Regions from separate parts of the Dromaius novaehollandiae genome. Here region 1 is linked to region 2. Evidence: chromatin contacts called from public Hi-C data. All regions are on one chromosome and are shown on one strand. Each heading gives the region's core, a stretch centred on a gene start, on an enhancer-like site or on the middle of the called end of the contact. The rest is flanking DNA. Distances are from core to core; before and after follow the strand shown. Region 1 has its middle 13 kb from the start of EIF1B. Region 2 has its middle 12 kb from the start of CCK.

Evidence for each region. Hi-C and Micro-C count contacts between places; a contact is called where the count stands out from the background.
Region 1: a contact with region 2 is called in a Hi-C map of liver, with 6 times the contacts expected there. The contact joins two enhancer-like sites. A contact is called at or near these places in 3 of 4 Hi-C or Micro-C datasets (brain, liver and ovary).

Annotation. Positions count from the first base shown.
Region 1 is chr2:50,504,955-50,509,684 of bDroNov1.hap1, forward strand. No RefSeq gene overlaps it. Among named protein-coding and RNA genes, the nearest start is that of EIF1B, 13 kb to the right of the region's middle. Within about 2 kb of position 3,322, at least 1 of the 2 cell types and tissues checked has open chromatin away from gene starts, as enhancers often do.
Region 2 is chr2:50,349,130-50,354,498 of bDroNov1.hap1, forward strand. No RefSeq gene overlaps it. Among named protein-coding and RNA genes, the nearest start is that of CCK, 12 kb to the right of the region's middle. Within about 2 kb of position 2,917, at least 2 of the 2 cell types and tissues checked have open chromatin away from gene starts, as enhancers often do.

The sequences.
Region 1 (4,730 bases), core at 2,072-4,571, 160 kb after region 2:
TCCGAGAGTGATGTTACGCAGAATGGCCTGAACAACTATACCTGCTCACCAGCACCACAAGGAAGAGGCAATAAGGCATCTCAGCCAGAATAGGTGACCTTTCTTCAGGCCAGCATTTCAGCAGCAGCTGAAAATTTCCACAGTTATTCTTAATGAAATTAAAATACTCAGAACAACAGGAAAAACCTTTCAATACCTCCTTACACTGAGGAAAACACTATTGATTTAATTACGCCATAGGGCATTGGCAAGTTCTCCACATGTGAATTGAAGATGTTAGACTAGAGTTTGGATTTGAGCTAGTTCTTTAGTATGACTGGACAAATAGCAGCAGAAAGGCAGCTAAAAATCCAAGGTATTTTCTCCTGCTGGCTGTAGTCTCAGATCTTACTAATGCTGAGATGTCAGGGCCTTCAGCAGGAAAGCAACCCTTAGAGCTGCATTAGGATGTTTTCATGCAGCTTCCTTCTGCGGGGGCTGAATCAACCACATTTCTCTGGCAGGTGCACGAGAAGGGCCAATTGCTCTTCTGTTGTTGAGCCTAGGCTATACTCCTATACACCAGCCCCAGCAAAGAGAGGAAACTTATGTCTGTGCATCTTCAGGGTCTTGCCTGAAGTGCCTCAGACCAAGGCAGGTGCTAAGGCATAAAGGATGCATCAGAAAGAGAGAGATGCCTCTTCTGGGAAGCAGCACTTAAGCCTTTCAGACTAGTATTTTCAACTGCAAGTACTTACAAGCAGGAATTTTAATTCTGTGTTTCACAGTGCTACTCAACCATTTTGCCAGGAAAAGAAAAATAAAGTATTTTTCTCATAAGCAATTAGTTTTTGCTCTCACACACAATTTCTTGGTGCTAGAGCAGGGTGCAGACAGGAGGAAAAGAATGTGAAAATAAAAGAACAAACTCCTTCAGGCCTGGAAGCAAAAATAGGCTGGTGCACCTTTGCTGCACAGCATAACCTGCAGTCTTGTGAGCTGCATGAGATTGGGCCCTAAATCATCTCTGTCATCTGTCAGCTTTGGTGGTGTTTCCTATAGCTATGGATATCTGCCCGGTATAAATCGGACCAAAATCACTAATTGAATGAAATAAGCCACCAAACACAACAGGCAGCTGACAGTTTTCAAACATTTGCTCACTCTCAGCTATCAACAAAACCATGAAAGTCTCTGTTGTTTTTCACCATCCCCCCCCCCCCAAAAAAAAAAAACCCCAAAAACTTCCAGTGGAGCTTCTCAAGTCGAAAGCTGAGCATAGACTCAGTTGTGATATTCACTTTTTGCCTTGCAAGCCCCCATGGGCACAGTCATAAGGCAGAGGCAGGCTAACCAACACCTTGTGGAGGAAGGAGGACGATCTTCACACTGAGCTACTCTGAGATTGGCAGGAAAAGCCATGGCCACTTGTCTCTGAGCGAGCAGCAGGCAGTGAACAGTCTAGTCCCTTCCTGTGTGTAATGGACCCTAAAATCTAAGCAGGGTCTTGGCATCAGCCCAGAGCGGTTTCCTCCTCCCCACACTCCCAAATTAGGTCTCTCACTGATGTCATTAGGGCTGTATCCATTTGGTTTGGTTAAACAATGGCAGTGGTAACAATGAGCTAGAAAATTATAGAAATGAGCTAGATATGATAATGATAGCTGTGACAAGGAAAACTACAGAGGTGAGTTAGAAAACAATAGTGCATCCTACCATCAGCCCTGAGAACAGACATTGACATCCGGATGGTTGAACACATGCTAAGACAGTCCACGAGCATCTACAAATCCCAAGATGAGAGGTCAATATTCCTATATTGACCAGAAAATACAAATATACATACATTATTTTAGGAAAATGGGTTTTAAATTACCAACAAATTTCTTCAGAGACGCATCTTCCACATCTGTGCCATTTTCCATATGGCATTGATTGTGATCACGTGCCCACTGATCTGCATTAAGCTCGTTTGATGCAAGTTGATATAAGTGACCCCATTTGATGCAATTGGCTCCAGAGTTTCAGAAACTCCAATCTCATGGGCACAAAGTACTTTCTAATCTTGTAATTTTATCATGTCATTGCACTGCTGCTGTTTTACTCTTAAAATAAATAAAAAGGTTCAACTATAAGAGGGAGAGTTTCAGTTTTACAACACTCTCTTTATTTGCCTGAAGCCTGCTAAAGTCAACAGAAAGACAGCTACTTAACTTTTAACATTTACATACATACTTTTAACATTTGAATCAAGTGATGGATTAAAAATTACTCTTTATAAAACTTCAGTGCAGGAAAGAACAAGTTTCCTAAAAAAAACCCACCACCAACAAAAAAACACGCATTGACAAGTTTCATCCTTTCTTAGCAAAAATTCTAGAAGCAGTTTCCAACACTTGCTCTTTTTTCTCTTGAGAGTTTTAATAACAGTAGTTACAGTTTTGATCTTTTAGATGTTAAAAACTGGTCTCAGACTCCTTTCACGGACAAAATACCCACTGAAATCCAAAATATTGTGAGCATTGAAGGGCTCCATCTCCAGTGGGCTTCTTTGACCTCTTACAGCTGTGAGGCACAAGGTCCCCTGGGGATTGTCAGTACCCGACAGGGAGAGCATAGAGTGCCACTGGAAAGGATTAGCAGCCATACGAATTTCTGATCCCTGCAGAGACTTCCACTGCCATCTGTCATGGGTTTGACTGCTTCTTCAGTGCTGGGTCCTTAAAACTCTTTTCTGTAAAGGCCAGATCTCATGCACAGCCCCCAGCACAGTCACCCCCATTCCCTACACCAGCACTTCTCCAAGCCTGCAGACTTGGAGAGCTAAACTGAGAGAAAACAACTCCTTCCCCCCAAAAGCAAGTCGTCCCCTGCCAAGTCACTGCTCAGATGTGCTCGCTGTCAGCAACGGGGCAGTGTGAGCTGACACAAATGGGAGAGGCGCATGAAGGCAGGGCTGCTTTCCCATAGCACCTCACCCTTTGTGGATTTTCACCTGCTTTGACCCTCTGCAGCTGCCAGTGCCACCAGGAGACATCTGTCTCTCCTCTCAGGTGGTGCAGCCAAACTCTTCTCCCCACGTCTTCCATGGGGCGCTGCAGTAAACATGCATGAGCTAAAGGGCATCGATGGTACTGCACAGTAACCCTAGGGAAGGGGCATATCAAAGGACAGATTTCTCATCCTCTTCCTCTCAGGTTTTTAGGGTACAGCTGCACACAGGTTATACCTGTAACTACCTTGGGACTTAACCAAAAATCTTCCCCTCTGCATTCCCCCAGTCTAAATCTTAGTCTTTTTTTCTTCGCTTTAACATCACAAATTCTCAGCATATGCTGTCTTCCAGTGACATCTAGGGATACAGACTGGAAACAGCAACCCTACCAAATGGTAGGGTTTAAGCCTTATTAAAAACATTTAAAGCTGATAAAATAGGCCTGTTTGACAGACCAAATTTTTAAATTATGGAAAAACAAACAAACAAACCCAAAACCCAGAATTCCCCTGTCTCCCAGCAAAACCTTAAAAAAAATTCTGACAATTTGTATTCTTAATCTTTTGCTATAGTCTCATAAGTCAAGCTTATGTGTAATCTCTCAATAACTATCTGCGAAACTTCAATCACAGCACATACACTTCATGCAGTGGACACAAGACACCCAACAAGCCCATGCTTCAGCATACAACTGTAGTAAAGATCAAGGGAAAGGAATCTCACATTTCATGAAATGCACCAGAGAAAAGACACCAACTGACAGGAGGTTTTACTCTTGTACAGAGAATACAAACAGGATAAAAGCATTTCCATGAGGAACAGCAGCTCCATCCAGACAGCTTTATAGCTTGGCTTAAGGTCAGATGCAACCTCATGGTGCAGGAGCTGGAAGGAGTCATGCTCACACCGCTTGGAGCAACAGAGGTGAAAAATAAGCAAGCCCTGCTGCCGTGCCTCCTTTTCCTTACTGGAAGAGCAGACAGGATAGCTCCAGAGCACAGCCAAACAAGATCAGATAGAAAACGTGCTATGTACCCATGCAATAACTCACATCAAAGATGCAGGAAACATACAGGCTAGCTCCTTACCTTTTATGTGGACTGCACAATGACAGTCTGTTTATCCGCTCCAGATTTCCCCCTGTAAATTTAGCCTCTTGACTCTTCACAAGCCCCAAGAACAAAAGAATTCCCTAATTCCTGCACAGCCCTCCAGAGAATTAAAAAATAAAAATAAAGTACATCTTCAATGGCAGGAACATGGAATATATTCTCAGGAGAAGGAGACATCAAATTAAGAGAAGTGCTTGTGCACGTACCGGGGCTTGCATCTCCAAGACTGAAGTAGATTTAAACCTGCTTGCCTGAAAAATTAGCATGGAGAAGGAAGGGGGCGGGGGGGGGGGGGGGAGGGGACACAAACTCATGGTTTTCCAAGGTCTTTTGGCCAGATCCAAAGGAGCTGTGCCGGCTGAGGCCCAAATTTCAGTGAACAGGAAAATTCTGTAATGCCTACAGAAAACAGCTCACATTTCTGCACTGTAAATGTTTCTTTAAACTTGGCAGCTGTTAGTACCTTGCACTTTTCAAGCAGTACATTTTCTTTTCCTTTCTTAAACATTGATGGCTTCGTGGATGTACATTATTTTGGCTGCTACAAGCCCAGTTTTGAAACTATTTTTATATCCCACAAATAGAGCTTTTGAAAAAAAAAAAGTCAGTAGATGCTTTGCCAGCATCAGTACTAAAAGCTGTGA
Region 2 (5,369 bases), core at 1,667-4,166:
AGTGACAGTGATGTATCACTCAGGAAAGGCAAAAGAAATGAGTGTGTGGAAGCAAACAGGAAGGTAAAATGATGTGACAGCATCTAAAGAGTAGTAGTATGAGTAATGAAAATTAAGCTGAGCATAATGCAGTGCTCTGCACAGTTCTATACTTCTTGCAGAAACACTACCCACCTCCCGAGGTCTCACCTGGTTCTGGTGGGAACTGCTGGTTGCATGGGTGCTTTCCAGTGGTCCTTCAGGCCTCAAGTAAATTAACTGCAAGCTCTCACCAGCTGCAAAACAAATGCTTATTGATTCTGCATAAACTGTTGCCTTACCCTGGGTAGCACACTGTCCTCAATTGTACAAGATGTGTGTGTGTGGTAGGATTTATCCTGGCCTGGAGGTCCTTGCAGTATCTGCTGGCTGCACCACGCCACTCAGAGCAGGGCGCCCCAATGCTTTCATTGCCAGCACAGATCGCTTGGGAGCCTCTCACCCAAGAGCAGAGCTGCTCTGCCACAGCAGCTGCTGCAGTGCGGCGAAGGGCTGCTGCTTTCACTCCGATACAGGAAGGCGTGTAGCCAAGCAAAATAAGCCATAGGTCCCCAGCCTGGGTAGCCAGGCATCAGCCCTCATCTTTGACTATGTAAGAGCTTTTTGGTTCTGTTTCCCTGATGATAAACTGCTCTGACACAGGAGGCTGAAAAATCCTCTGTGGCACTGACAGCATTGCAATTCTCACAATTCCCTCCTTGCAGCAGCAGCCCTGCCTGTATGCAACCCTTGCCCGGTTGCTTGGCCACCTGAATCCCATCACTCAGATCACATAAGGGATCTGGCTGTCATTTACCCAGCCCTTGAAGCAGCTGTAACTTTCTGCTGAGCTGCATGGGGTACTGCTCTGCTGTGGCTGACAAGGTCCTGGCTGAGTCTAGTGTAACATATGAACTATAGAAAGCAGACTTATTCAACACGCTCTTTTCAAACTGCATCTTTTCTCCTTCCAAAATTAACAGATTTTTTTTAACCCTAAACCATCCTTGCTAGTGTGCATGGCTGTTCCTCCAGTGACCTAAATCTTTGGGTTTGGAAAGAATGGTGTTTGCTGTTTGTGCTGTACTGGCATTTCCTGATGTTTTTGAAAGTTTTGGAAGTATCCTGAAGTTTTTGAGGTTTTGAAAGTATCCAGAAGGATGCATGCTTTTGTTCACCTTTTTTTTTTTTTTTTTTTTTTTTTTTTTTTTTTTTTTTTTTTTGGAGCTATGCATCTTCTGTGCCAGTTAAGTGAATAATAAATGAGTGGATGTGGTTATATTCATTTTTAAGCTATCATGTCTCAAAGCGAATTGTAAATCCAATCTTCCCAAAGGCCTGGAACCCTACGAAAACTTGTATTTAAATATGCACGAAAATTTGGAGGACTAGTATTCACTGGAGGGCCTACAGAACTGGGCTTCCACGTTGCATTCCTGGGAAAGGATGTCTCGGACAAAACACCCATGTTGACAAAGAAGGCCATAGAGAAACCAAAGAGGGAAGAAGTGGAGTCCACTGATGTCAAGGGAAAGGGAGGCTGAGTCAGGCTTAACACACCAGGATACACAAGGAGCAACTGCAAATTGTCCATGGAGGTCTGCCAAGGCAGGACAGGCTCTGGGAGATGCATCCCCCTAGTGATTCTAGTGGGGTTTGGAGAAAATAGGTTACATCAGCACACCCTGTCCAGCCCCTCATTTCTGCTTCTGGAAGCAGTACTGGTATCCGGAGAGTTTCTTAGTTTCCCCTTGAGGACAGTAAATCACATCACTAGGTAACCCAGGCTACATAAGACATCCAGAAACTGAGCTCTCTGTTCAAAGCACTGAGACAATTTCAAAGCAGAATGAAACTACTGCCTTAAACCAAGCACCGCAAGGCAAAATGGCTGATAAACTGTTGCTTCTGCTCCATCCTTGCAATATCCAAGTATCTTAAAAGCTGTACTGCATACATCTTTGCCATATGGCAGTGAGGAATGTGGTTATCCACCTGGACAGCTGGGCTGAGGGTAAGAGGGGGGCGAGGGGCTGAGAATCGCGAATCTTCAGCTCTGGCTGTGGTCATGGGGGATGTTTCTGGAGAGCCCAGACCATCAGCTCATTCCTATGAATCTCTTTCCCCCTTTCTTTTCCATATGTCCAAAGCATTGGATGGCACCACTGTATAATGCTGCAGCGCACAGGGATTTAACAGTTGCCCCCACCTTCCTGAATACATTTATTAGCAGCTTTCCTTATCGGATTGAAAAATCCAGCAAAGTCTGTGAAATGTGCCCTATGTTCCTCTGGTACAGGCAGGACCTAATGCCGGTAGCCCTCGTTCTTGCTGGAGAATTTGCATTGCTCAGCCATGCTATGACATCTCATGGGGCTCTGTTCATAGCCGCTTTAATTTGGTTAACCAGCTAAATGAACACATGGAATAGCAGGAGGGTAATGAAAGACCTCAAAGTTATCGGTGTTTAGCAACCTCCTCTGCTGTTGCTGTAGGCAGTAGGCTTTTATGTATGTAAGGATGGCAGATATTCAAGAAACAGACAATGTCTGTATTTAAAAGATTATAGAGATTTTTGTCCCTCCGAAATAGGCTTCAAGCTGTGCCGAATCCAACTGTTGTTCAATTGATGCAGGCATTTGAGAAAGATTAGAGCTTTAACAAGCCGATGACTGGGGGTTTTTTTCTTTAAGAGAATTTTAATGAACTCAGGGGAGGAGAGACAAAAATCAACCTCCTCCCCCCCCCCCAAAAAAAAGCCCTTTGTATTTTTGCGAGGACATTGTAGCATTCGCAATTTGTCTGACTTGCAAATTCCTCCACTGGGCAGCAGAGAGGGACTGCCCAGTTTGGGCTCGGCACAGGCACAGAGGCAGAGCTGCAGCTGTGAACATCTGGCTACAGCGTGTGTCCCTGGCTCAGCCGCAGCTGCTTCAGCCGCTGCATGCAACGGCGACTTTCCTGGCTGCGGTGCGCAGCGAGGGTGCAGGCGACACAGCCAAGCGGGGGAGAGCAGAGCGGGGTTCACACACACTCCTGCAAAGTGGCCAACATCCCTGCGAGGGGAGACTGCAGCACCACGGGAGGGCAGAAGGGGAGGCAAATTCACCTTGCAAAAATAGTGGCAGCTCCAGCTCCTTCTAGTATCCGAGTGCTGGGCTCAGTCATCCAAATACTGCTTTTTTACTACTTTTTTGTTTAAAGTGTATGAAACGCCAAGGCAGATGAGACCATGTAGGGGCAGGTGCAGTGACATAGCTGAGATTTCTCTTATGGCCCACCCCAGCTCCGAGGGAGACTCGCTCCTTCCCATGGCCTGAGCGCCCCTTGCTTTCTGGGATCCGGCTGGCTGCCTGCCTGGATTTCCCCTCTGTCCCACAGGGAACATTTACCGCTTCCAGCCTCCCTCTGTGGCTGCTGCATGCAGAGCCCTGCCAGAGCACAGCCACAGCCTCTCCCATGTGACATTTCATGGAGTTTCTGGGAAGCTTCTCCATTCACGGAGGTTTACGCAGCACCTGTTTTGAAATTAAATTAATAAAGCTGGAGCAGAATTAATTGAATCAAGCCCATAGAGAGAACAATGCAAAAAAGTATTGATTTGCCATTTTGCTAGTGTTAATTTAGCCCCTACAAACGTACTTCCATAGGGACGCGTTTGAGCGAGGCTCAATAAAGTATGTCGGGAAGTTGGCAACGTTAGTAAACTCACCTCCCAGACAAGCGCGGGGAGGCTGTGTGACTGCCAGCGCAGCGCATGGTGAAACCACAGCACTTCTCAGCCCAAAGCCTTCACGGGACTCAGGGAGCACAACATACCACAGCTGCAGGCGCTCCATTTCTGAAGCTGACACCTCCTTTGGGTTAAAATAGAGCAGCCTGGGGGTGGTATTCCTTAATGGCCCGATGAGCATTACAGCTACCAGGGCTGATGGAGTTTCACAGATTTGCTGACCCCCCCCCCCCCCCCTTTTACCTCCAGCCAGCACCTCCAGCAGCCGGAAGCTGAACGGTGCCTTGGCAGCTTTTACAGCCTTTCTGCATCTTGAGAATGTCTTCTGCACCCAGAGGGGTGACTGATTTTTAGGAGCAGGAGGATTTCACAAAGTCACTTACAGCCTGCTCCTCCCTGCCTCCAGGAACAGTGTTATTTTGTAATGGGACAATTCCGTGTATTTCGATGATTCCTGCTATTGCCCCCAAACTGTTGCTCCTGTGAGTGAGAATGAGGAAGACGTTCCCTGCACTGAAGGTACTGCTGAACCTCCTAGTCTGCATCTCAGCAACGTCTCAAAGATCGTGTGTTAGTTCTGAGCAGGGTTATAAGTAGCAAAGAGGGAATCAGGGCAGATTTTAGGCCTGTAGATCCAAAATTGCAAACCTGAACCTCTCCCTGCCCCACATGCCCACTCCCTGAAGCTGCCGCATCTGAGCAGGCGCTTTGATTTTGCAGCTTTGCATTGCCTTGGGGTGCACCTCCATGCAGGTTTATCAGGGCCAGGCACTGCAAAACCTGCCCAGGTGAGGTTTTCTGCTAGAAGACTCAGAGACAGGTTGATCCAAGAGGCACGTCCACACGCAGGTTACGGAGACTGGCAGCTTCAGGCTGTCTGCAAAATGCGCTTACATTTTGACAGTTTATTTCAAAGTCCGGTCAGAAGGGGGCCCCTGTTTGCCAGTACCGACTGGCTAAAGCCCGGACACGGGAAAAACATCCAAATGAAATGACCACCTCTGCCAGCAGGGATGCAGATGCAGAAATACAGCTGAGCACTCACTGCCAGGATCTTAGGGGGCTCCTGGGGAGAAGCATAACCATGGCTGGGTGCTCTGGGCTTTCATCTGGGATGGGGCAGCTCTCTCAAACATACTTCTGTTTTTAATACAGCAAATGTCATACGCAAGAGCCAAAAGGAGGGCTGACCGCTACCGAGCTGTGTTGCAGAGAGGGTGAAAGATTTGGCCAGAACCATCAGGGAAGATGATGGCAAAGACTGGACTGAAGACTCCTAAATCTTAATCCCTGTGTTTCAGGTGGTGATGACTCTCTCTTAGGGGGAAATAATAAAGCTCTGCCTTGCTGCTAATACACGCGTGGGCTGTGAATGATCCTCACTGAACCGTGGACGGAGGCTACAACATGGGAATGTAGGTACATCACAGCACTCTTAAATGCTCTATTTCCACAGCTCCAGGGAGTCCCACTCATTTCACAGTGTGCATTCGCTGAGGTATTTGGCTTTCTTAGAACAAGTAGTGTAAGGCCTGTTTTGATCATACAGACTAATTTGGGTAAATTCAGTGAAAGAGAAGTAGTGTTTTTTATCATAGTCTCTTATGAAGACTTTAAT